Regions from separate parts of the Mus musculus genome. Here regions 1 and 2 are each linked to region 3. The links are chromatin contacts, called in public HiCAR-type and promoter capture Hi-C maps. All regions are on one chromosome and are shown on one strand. Each heading gives the region's core, a stretch centred on a gene start, on an enhancer-like site or on the middle of the called end of the contact. The rest is flanking DNA. Distances are from core to core; before and after follow the strand shown.

What was found. Promoter capture Hi-C pulls out the DNA fragments that hold promoters and counts their contacts. HiCAR-type assays count read pairs that join an accessible place to other places.
Region 1: a promoter capture Hi-C map of neutrophils shows a contact between it and region 3, with 8 times the contacts expected there. The contact joins the enhancer-like site here to the promoter of Steap1 in region 3. A contact is called at or near these places in 23 of 39 promoter capture datasets (the 3T3-L1 cell line, 3T3-L1-derived adipocytes, the C10 cell line and 13 more), 6 of 15 datasets of contacts at CTCF or cohesin (embryonic stem cells, hippocampal excitatory neurons, large pre-B cells and 3 more), 190 of 484 Hi-C or Micro-C datasets (the 3T3-L1 cell line, 3T3-L1-derived adipocytes, the 63-12 cell line and 109 more), 8 of 115 datasets of contacts at active chromatin or transcription factors (astrocytes, bone marrow-derived dendritic cells, embryonic stem cells and 4 more) and 2 of 9 other capture datasets (adipose tissue and liver).
Region 2: a contact with region 3 is called in a HiCAR-type map of astrocytes, with 8 times the contacts expected there. The contact joins the promoter of Dbf4 here to the promoter of Steap1 in region 3. A contact is called at or near these places in 5 of 39 promoter capture datasets (cranial neural crest, frontonasal cranial neural crest, hippocampal neurons and 1 more) and 1 of 115 datasets of contacts at active chromatin or transcription factors (astrocytes).

The regions. Positions count from the first base shown.
Region 1 is chr5:7,992,307-7,995,427 of GRCm38.p6, forward strand. No RefSeq gene overlaps it. Among named protein-coding and RNA genes, the nearest start is that of Steap4, 33 kb to the left of the region's middle. Within about 2 kb of position 1,660, at least 9 of the 459 cell types and tissues checked have an H3K27ac peak or open chromatin away from gene starts, as enhancers often do. A contact at or near this core is called in hematopoietic stem and progenitor cells and neutrophils, where this site is marked.
Region 2 is chr5:8,421,149-8,424,157 of GRCm38.p6, forward strand. Dbf4 (DBF4 zinc finger) reads right to left here and starts at 1,568. Exons shown (of 12, transcript NM_013726.3): 1 at 1,319-1,568; 2 at 73-245. The coding sequence starts at 1,364. Slc25a40 (solute carrier family 25, member 40) reads left to right here and starts at 1,690. Exons shown (of 12, transcript NM_178766.5): 1 at 1,690-1,891.
Region 3 is chr5:5,747,706-5,751,178 of GRCm38.p6, forward strand. It overlaps Steap1 (six transmembrane epithelial antigen of the prostate 1), which reads right to left and starts at 1,612. Exons shown (of 5, transcript NM_027399.3): 1 at 1,542-1,612. Gm46900 (atherin-like) reads left to right here. Exons shown (of 2, transcript XM_017321192.2): 2 at 746-2,485. The coding sequence starts at 1,226. The coding sequence ends at 1,909.

The DNA of each region.
Region 1 (3,121 bases), core at 410-2,909, 2.2 Mb after region 3:
GACCACAGGAGTTTATGGCTGAGAAAAAATTAGCAGCTCCAGAGACAAAGGAACCAGAGCTAGGCAGACCTCTCTCAGTTGCTGAGGAGGGGAGCTGCGGGAGGAGGGCTAGCTAGAGCCAGCTGGGACCACGCTGGGGCTGGGACCGAGAGTTGCCAGCAGTAGCGCAGGAAGCCTGCTAGCCTTTTTTAAATCTTTCCCTCAACAGAGTTGGGTGCATCTTCTCTCACTAAACCAAGACCCAGCAGTCCTCTGCTGTATACGTTGGGGGCTCATCTCAGCTGGAGTATGCTGCCTGGATGGTGGCTCAGTGTCAGAGCAATCTCTGGGGTCCAGGTTAGTTAAGGCTGCTGATCTTCCTATGGGGTAGTCTCCTCCTCAGTTTCTCCTAGCTTTTCCCTAATTTAACCACACAGGTCCCCAACTTTAGTCCATTGGTTGAATATAAATATTTTCATCTGTCTGAGTCAGCTGCTTGTTGGGCCTTTTGGAGGGCAGTCATACTAGGCTCCTGTTTGTAAGCACACAATAGCATCAGTAATAGTGTCAGTCCTTGGGGGCCTCCCCTTGAGCTGGGTCCCAAGTTGAGCCTGTCACTGGACCTCCTTTCCCTCAGTCTCTTTTCCATTTCCATCCCTGCAATTCTTTCAGACAGGAACAATTCTGGGTCAGAGTTTTGACTGTGGGATGGCAACCCCAGCCCTCTACTTGATACCCTGTCTTTCTGCTGGAGGTGAACTTTACACATTCCCTCTCCCCACTGTTTGGCATTTCATCTAAGGTCCCTCCCTTTGAGTCTTGAGAGTCTCTCACCTCCCAGGTCTCTGGTACATTCTAGAGGGCCCCCCTACCTCCTACTTACCAAGTTTTCTGTTTCCATTCTTTCTACTGGCCTTCAGGACTTCAGTTCTGTCTTCCCCTACCCCCTCCCTCGCCCCCAAATACCTGATCATGTTCCCCTCTTCCCCTCCCTGTCCCCTTTCCCACCCAGGTCCCTCACTCCCTCTCCCATCCACCTCCCCCCCCCCCCCTGGTTGCATTTTTCTCCCTCTCAAGGGGGATTGAGACATTCTCACTTGGGCCCCTTGGCTTGTTAACCTTCTTGAGTTCTGTGGGTTGTATCCTGGGAATTCTGTACTTTTTTGGCTAATATCCACTGATTAGTGATTGCATGCCATGCATGTTCTTTTGGGTCTGAGTTACCTCACTCAGGATGGTATTTTTCTAGCTCCGTCCATTTGTCTGCAGAACTTGTGATGTCCTTAAAGAGTTTAACATTTTTAAGTAGTAAGAAAATATGTTCTCAGAATCTTATACCTAGTCTATTCTTCAGACACAAAGACCATAAAGGCCTGAGAACACGTGGAAGCTCAGGACATGCTCCAGTGAGCCTTTCCTGAGTACCTAATAGAAAGCAACCCAGAAGGAGGAAGACTATTGCAAATGCTTCAGGTTACAGTCCTGTGGTGGGCTGTAAAGACCTTCAGTTATGGAGCAAAGGCTAAAGGGTTAAGCAGAGAGACAGAATGCCAGCTCCAGATGTTCCAACGTGTGTGGCTTAGAAATCGCAACGATGGGAAGGGGGAAAGAGCAGAGCCCTGCAAGCCAGTTACATCCTCCCAGCCACACCCTTTGAGGGTGACTGTGCACGAAGGGTGAAGTCAATGGACGACTTGTGAGAGGCTGCCTTGGAGTTCAGTGTGAAGCACACTGGTTTCTGTATGTTACTCTGCTACATAAACAGGTGATTTTTTTTGTAAATGAGATATGAGGAGCTAGATTTGCAACTGACAAAGTAGTCATAGTTGAAGTGTATTTAAGAGTCCAAAGGTTAAGGAGAGAGCTACTCAATAAAACTACGGGGTGGGGCAGAGAAAAGAAGAAGTAACCTTTTTTTCATTTTGGTTTGTTTTTGTTTTTTGTTTGTTTGTTTTCATTTTTGTTTCTGTTTCTGTTTTTGTTTTTGTTTCTCCTTTTCTTGAGACTAGGCTTCTCTGTGTACCCCTGGCTGTCCTAGAACTCTCTCTATAGAAGTAGTAACTATTTTAAGTGCTGGTCATAGCTGATCTCTTGAATTTGGAAGGGCTCTGACATCTTTTCTGATCTTATGTTCTGTATAGTTAAGGTGTGGGCTGATGTTGCATTCTCACAGACACTGGAACGTCATAGTGGAGGTGTCAGGCGTGGAACTGGTTACCAGAAAAGGCATGAAAGAGACCCTGACCAATCAAAACAGCCTTCTTGAGTTCCAGCATTGAAAAGGGACAGTTACATAATCTCCAAGATGTCTCCCGGCCAAAAATTCTATGAAAATTCACCAACGTCAAGGTCCAGTCAATAGTTGGCTTGTTTTATGTAAAAAAAAAAAGGCTATTATTCACCGGGCTTTAGTCTCAGCAAACCTATTCTTCATGAAATCTGGACACAGCACTAGGATATGGAAACACAGCGAGGCCTATGGCTTTCTTTCCCCTGGGTCCTAATCCATATCTGTGTGAAGGATCCTCTTAATGATAGAGAGGAAACAGGTTAAATTTTTCTCCTATTGAACCGCAGTATCTTGGAAAACACCAAGTTTAGACTCCAGGTGAGTGTTCTTTCCCTACAGATGAGGCATCAGGAGTATTCATGATTCAGACAGAAAACTGTACCCAGTGGAAGAATAGTGTCTGTTCCCCAGGGAGAGGGAAAGTGTTAAGGCAACGCTGGTAAGTGGTAGACATTCTAAAGTATGACACTCAGTGGCATAGTCAGTGAAGGGCGTGAGAGGAAGCCACACCTTCCTTCCTTATGCTTATGATTTCTTCAGCTAGCCAGAGTGGTTTTGGGTTCCACATACATTTGGAAGTGTTTTCTCATATTTATATGAAATAAAAACTGTGCTGAATAAGTGCGGTTTCTGGGACAGAACATGTTCTGTCTTGGTTGTTCCAAACCATGCATGTGAGATGTCTCTCCATTTATGTGTGTGTGTGTGTGTGTGTGTGTATCTGTGTAGTGTGTGTGAGTGTGTGTGTGTGTGTGTATCTGTGTAGTGTGTGTGAGTGTGTGTGAGTGTGTATGGGTGTGTGTGGTATGCAAGTGTATATGTGTATGGTATCTGTGTGTGAGAGTATGTATG
Region 2 (3,009 bases), core at 318-2,817, 2.7 Mb after region 3:
CTGGTAATTTATATTACAGAACGCCAAGTATTACTTTTCTCAACTTCTGGTGGGTGTGCGGTTCTCACTTACCCCTCCGAGTTCCTTTATATCTTTTTGTAGTTTCTCACATATGGTGATAGAAGGCAAGTCAAGGTAAAATATTTTTCCCCAAAGGGGCTTATATTTGGATTTTTCCAGTCTATTATCAGCCTTCAGGGATTTCAAGGATGGTCGATTCTTTTCATTTCTGTCTTGGATGCCACCTGTGATTACAAAAGAATCAGGCAACATTTTATGCAGACAAATTTTTAATTTATTTTACAAAAAATGTTCAACAGCTTTATTGCAGAAAGGAAACATTACTAGTCATAACAAATTAAGTCATTAGAATCTAAATGTTTTCCCTAATATTACCACTTAGGATGAAGGCAAACTGTCCTGTATGGTTTCCACAAAACTCTATACTGGAGAACAAGAGCTGAATCAGCAGAAAATAGTTATTATTTACTCCTGTTCCGTGTATGAAGCAGGAATTCTATAGAGCTGTTCTGGAAAACTTACCTTCTCATGGTGTAAACGTCATGTGGGTAATTAACAGGTCGGTGAAAACCCAACACAGGTGTTTCAAATATTTAAAGCTTATTTACCTAGGTAGCCACACACACTCATCTAGAATAAACAACCTAATTCTTAGGGGTTACTAAATGCTGGCATTTTGGTTTCATAGTTTGTCTAGTACTTAAAAGAACTAGACGAGGGAGTTCATGCACTTTGTTTACATATTAAGAACCTAAGCCCACTAAGGACTATGCCATCCATCTTTTATTTTAAAAGCAGATGAGAATCAAACATCTTCTTTAAACTTTCGAAGACAACCTGCACTTTAGTACTTAGTTACTAGACACACATGCACCTCTTAGGAATTTTCCCTATAATGAAAATTTTTTATATTAAACATTGAGATTGAAATCTGCTTTTGTCTATGAGGTTGAAACACACACACATACACCTCTCCGTCTCCCTCACGAGTGACGGGAACAGTCACAAATGGGCGTGGGCGCCTCCTCCGTGGGGCCGTCGGGGACCCGCGCATTGTCTGAAGCCTGCAGCCCCGGGAATGCCGGGTCGCTCGCGGCCGAGGCGGGGAGAGCATGAGGGGCCCGGCCAGCGTCGGTCCCTCACGGAGACCAACACCGAACGCCTCGCGGGCGCCGAGAACCCACAGAAACGCAAAAGCGGCAAGAGGCCCTCCGCAGGAAGACTCTCTAGAACCCTCCGTGGAACCAGCCAGGCAGGAAACGATTAAAGGGACCGCGGCGGGGGAGGGGCTCCATACCCGGGAGAGGTGCTTTGCTGTGGATCCTCATGGTCTCGAGGTTCATGGCAGCCACCAGGCACCTACATGCTGGGTCCGCACCGGGGGCCGCATGGAACGGCCGCGAACACAAAGCTCCCAGGGCCTCCCCGGCCCCGGCTCCGGCCTCGGCCTCGGCGCCGGGCCGCGCTTGAGGGCCGGTTCCGGCGCGGAGGCTCGGAGCAGGAAGAGGCTGTAGCTCAGACCCGGGAGCCGCGGCGGTTAAAGATTTGAAAACGCGTCACGCGACCGCGGCGCCCAGACGCGCTCCCCGCCCTTCCTACGCCGGGGCCGGCCTCGCGCAGGCTCCACCTGCCCCGCCTCGCGCCCCGCGGGCCCCGCCCCCGGATGCTGACCACGCCCCCGGCGCGCCAGCCCGCGGGGCCTCAGACCCGGCTCTCCCGCGTCCTCCTCGAGTTCCGGCTCCGCTCTGCATACTTGGAGTGTGGGGCAGCCAGGGCGGTGGACGCGGTTAGCCTCGGAGGCTTCACCTCGTGGTCGACATCACCTGCTAGGCTGGCTGAGACCCGGGCCTTGCAGTCGCCTCGCCACCAGGTACTCCAGTTAACCCTGTGTGGGACGCGGGGCCGGCCCTGGGCTCCCGCCGACCTTGCAGACGGGCCGCAAAGGTCCCGGGTGGCCGCGGTGGCGGCGGGGCCGGGGTCCACCCGCCGGATCCGACTCTCGCAGCCCTTTGGGTACTTTGTTCTGTACAGACCTGTTCTTTCTCTCTGTGTGTATAATTGTCCTTTTTGTAGCAATAAAAGAGTGGAAAATGAAGTCTCAGGGTTTTTCATCTGTAAAACGGGAATACGGGATTATGGTCAAGACGAAATTCAGGCGTACGTGATTTGTTTTAATTTTGCTTTGTAAATGAGAAAATGCCTCACAAAACTTGTTTGGAGTATACTTCTGCTCTCACCCATACAGACGTTATGCTTTGTACTGTTCTGCATTTCTTAACTCCTGGCTATAATAGACACTCCTTATAGTATTGATTTTTGATGGAGTACCCTCAAGACAGTCAGTACAAATAAGTATATTCAGGCACAGACAGGTGAATTGTGAGACTATTCGCCAAAGACAACATCAAGTTGGATTAGCATTGCTAAAAGAAATGATTTTGTTTTAAACAGGTTATGGACGGAGGCTGGAGCGACAGTCATCGAACTGTCTATCTGTATTAAACTGCTTTAGACAGTCGGAGCTAATTTGTAATCTCAAGAAATGTCCGGAGGAGGGAGCCAGAAAGGGAAATATGTTGAGACATTGTACTGATGAATTTGAATTAATATACATGTGCTTAACAGACCTTGAGAAGGAGGAGCAAACATTTTTTAAAAATGAGGAGAGGATTCAATTTTCAAAGCGTAAACTACGGAAAGGAAACAGAATTTCCATGTTTGTAAACTGGTTCAAATGTTTGAGAAGCACTAATACAGAGTAGAATTAAAGCCACGAGGGAAGGGGGAATGCCTTGGAGTAGAGCTTGTGAGATGAAGTGGAGAGTCAGGGGATGAGGCAGTGCGAGTGAGGAGAGGGAGAGCAAGCTGAGTTGGAAGAGACTGGGAACAAATCTTAATAATGGTGGGGAGGAATGGAATTTTTTTACAGAATTGGTGGTCCCAGCTTCCCAGCTAATCTAGGAATTGGATAATTCCGAGGCTCCGATT
Region 3 (3,473 bases), core at 362-2,861:
ATAGGGTAGCATGCACTGTAGTAACAAGTATAAGAAACAGTTTGCTACGTTTAGAGTGTATTTTAAGTTTTGTGATTCACAATGTTTAAGATAGTGAAGCATAAATCTATAGCTGTTCACTGTTAATTCATTAATCACACTGAACAATGATGGCAGACACGGGAAATACAAAGTTAAATGATAAGTCTGTTCTCAAAGAAAGTTTAGGACAGGGAAACGCTCCATTAAGACCTGTGTGGTAATGCCATACATCTTAAAGGATAATAGTGTATAGACAGATGGTGGCTCTGGAAAGGAAGTGGAGAAAACGGATGAGAGCCCCTTTCTTTACCCAGTCCTGTGACCTGCAGTGAGTTGTTGGTGCTTGCTGACATGACAGACAGCCACTGCTGAGAGATTCTGGGTGGAAGGACAGAGTGGCCCAGAGGAGATGCCTAGCCATTTGTTTGCATGGTACCACTCTGAGGAGCATCGCTAAGGAAAAGAGCCAATGCCCGTAAAGGTGATTGTTGACTGTATGCCCAGAAACCAGGAAAACAAACTATCAGCTAAATAAATCATGCCTTCTTCCACCAGACCTTAGCTACACCTATAATTACACTTCTACAGGAGAGGTTTCATCAGGCTGTCCAGCAAACTCAGCAGGAAACAGCATAGTGCAGAGATGTCAAGAACTCCAGGATTTGAACCAACATTCTCCAGCTTTCTTCCCCATTAAATAGTGATTTCTGTTTTCCTGGATTAGGTTGGCTGGCTTGTTGTTCCTGCTAAATATTGACACAGCCCAACAGACTCATGTTTATGGGAAGGAGTTTAGAATCCAAGAAACCCAGTGACTGGAATACATTGTGGGTTGCAGTGCATGTCCCACGAGTCTTTCAAATGTATTTTTTTGCTTTGCCACAGTTAATTATTGGAAGAGGGGAAGGTGTTCTACAGCGGGCTGTTTCTTAAAGCATTGCTTCCCCAAGTGCTTAACATTAATATTAAATACATTCCCTTGATTTTATATCGAGATGTGGATGTATCCCCCACCTCAACGGAACAGCATAACTAAATTTGAAGTGGACTTAAATTCTTGGACTACAAACGTCTGTTAGTTGCTTTCACCAGAGTGCCTTATTTAAAAGCTCTGACTATTTTAAACCCGAATCCTACTCAGATCCCGAAAGAGTAGGACCGGTGTTCCAAAGACTTAAAATGAAAAAAAAAAAAAAAAAATTCCATGAAGAAACCAGCTCAAACAGCAGGACGAGTCATTCATCCAGCGAGGCAAACTTGCGGAAACTGCCAAGTTGGCAAACTTACCGGGGGAACCCAACCTGACTGCAAAGTTGACCTAAGCTCCAGAGCCGGGACCGCGGAGACCTGCTCCCCGCGGGGCTCGCCGAGATCCGCGAGGGGCCGAAGGGGCGCCCCGCTGCCCGGAGCACCACCGCCCGCCCCTGAGACCCGCCTCACCCCTTCCCCGGCCCGCAGCAGATTCCCAAGGCCCGCGGAGGCGGGGAGCAAGCGGCCTGCGAACGAGACTCGGGACTCACCGGCTTCTCCGTGGGACCCGACGGCGAGGCGCTCGCTGCCCGGACGGACTCCCAGTCCCACGCGGAGCCCGAATCTCGCTGCCCAGCACAGCCCGCTCCGCAGACCCCGCCCCTCGGCCGCCGCGCGCACAGCGCCCCCTGCCGGAGACCAGCTCCTGCTCACACCCAGGGGCTTCGCTGCGGCCGCCGTGGGAGGGGCGTCGCCGGGGGCGAATCCTTGGCTGTGCAAGGGGGACCCAGGGTCACCAGCAGGGCTCACTGGAAACCGACTGGGACCTGGTCGAAATCTGCAGTTGTGCATTTCGCCTGTTGCCGGGCGACGCTGTAGTGATCCTGGATCCCACACTTGGAGACCAACTGCTCTGTAGCGATTACGCCGTCCGCGGTGGAGCGCTCTTCCAACAGAGCAGTTTCTCAGACGACTAGCTGTTAGGACAGTCAGAGGATGAATCTGAGTTTGTGAGTGACTTTTACACCGGGTTTATTTGTTTATTGTAGCTATGTGAATGAATATTATGATACACACGTGGAGGTCAGATGATACCTCGGTGTGGTGGTCACAAGAAGCACAGGGTTGAGAGGATTTAAAAATAACCCGTAGCTCTGACGCTAGGGACCACCCTCCGTTCACCACAGAGTTTTGCAGATTCAACTCAGACTCTAGACACTAACGACCAAGGTGGAGCTGCGTCTCCAACCTGAGTGTTGTTTTTAATGTGACCCTGGGTCACAAACTCCTCTTTTTCTGAGATCAGCCTACTTCTGCCTCCCGAGTGCTGGAATTAAAGGGATGATCTGAACTCCACTGTCCTGCGTGTCTTAGTGCTCCGTGGATAATGTTTGGGTTCACTGACTCCCATCAGATAGTGTAAAAGGCCTTTGAAGATTAAATTACCCCGGCCTGACACCTTGTGGCAAAATAGACGCTTGCAGCTTTTATTTCCAAGGAAGAAAATCATTAGACCGAGGGTTAGGGAAACTTCTAGTTAGTGGGCTAAGACTCACAACCACAGGGGTTCTGTTCCCAGCACGCAGTTGTTCTTCAGTTTCCCATTTTCTGGCGTGTATCTTAAGAATAAAGTTGATACACCAGAAGGGTAAATAAATTAGGTCCTATAAATAAGTCTGTACACCCAAACTGCACTCAAATACCTTCATCACGTTTGTTTGTTTGTTTATTTATTTATTGTAGGTATGTGGATGAATGTTACTGCATGCACGTGGAGGTCAGATGATAACTAGGTGTGGCAGTCCCAAGAAGCAAGGGTTGGGAGGATTTCAAAATAAACCTGTATTGTAGCTCCAAGTCCAGAGATTGCCCTCCTCCCACAATGGAGCTCTGCAGGTTCCAACTGTAAGTCACAAGGACACTTTACCAACTGAGCTGGGTCTCCAACCTGAATATTTTTGTAATGTGGTTCCGGGTCAAGGGCTTCCCGGTTTGATGACTCCATGTGCCTTTGAAGGATAATTTCTGGACCCTATAGTGCATCTGACTGCCATTTTAGAAGTAAAGAGAGTAATGTGGTGTGAAAGATAAAGTAGAGAAGATGCAAGTGAGACTGATTATGATGGGAGACCCGGGTAAAGAGAGGCTGAACGTCACCGGCACATTCTGTATCACATGAATGTGGCTAAAGAATTAAAATTAAAAATAGCTAGTAGGGCATACACAGCAGAGGACTGCCTAATCTGGCTGCAATAAGAGAATGCACCTAACCCTTGAGACACTTGAGGCCCCAGAGAATGGGGAGGCCTGGTTGGGTGACTCTGTGTGTGTGTGTGTGTGTGTGTGTGTGTGAGACCCTCTTGGAGACGGGGGTGGGGGGAGGAATGGGATGGGGACTTGTTAGAGGGCAGAACAGGAGGGGTGAAACGACTGGACCGTAAAAAAGATTAAAGATAAAATATAAATAGCTAGTCAGGGTACTA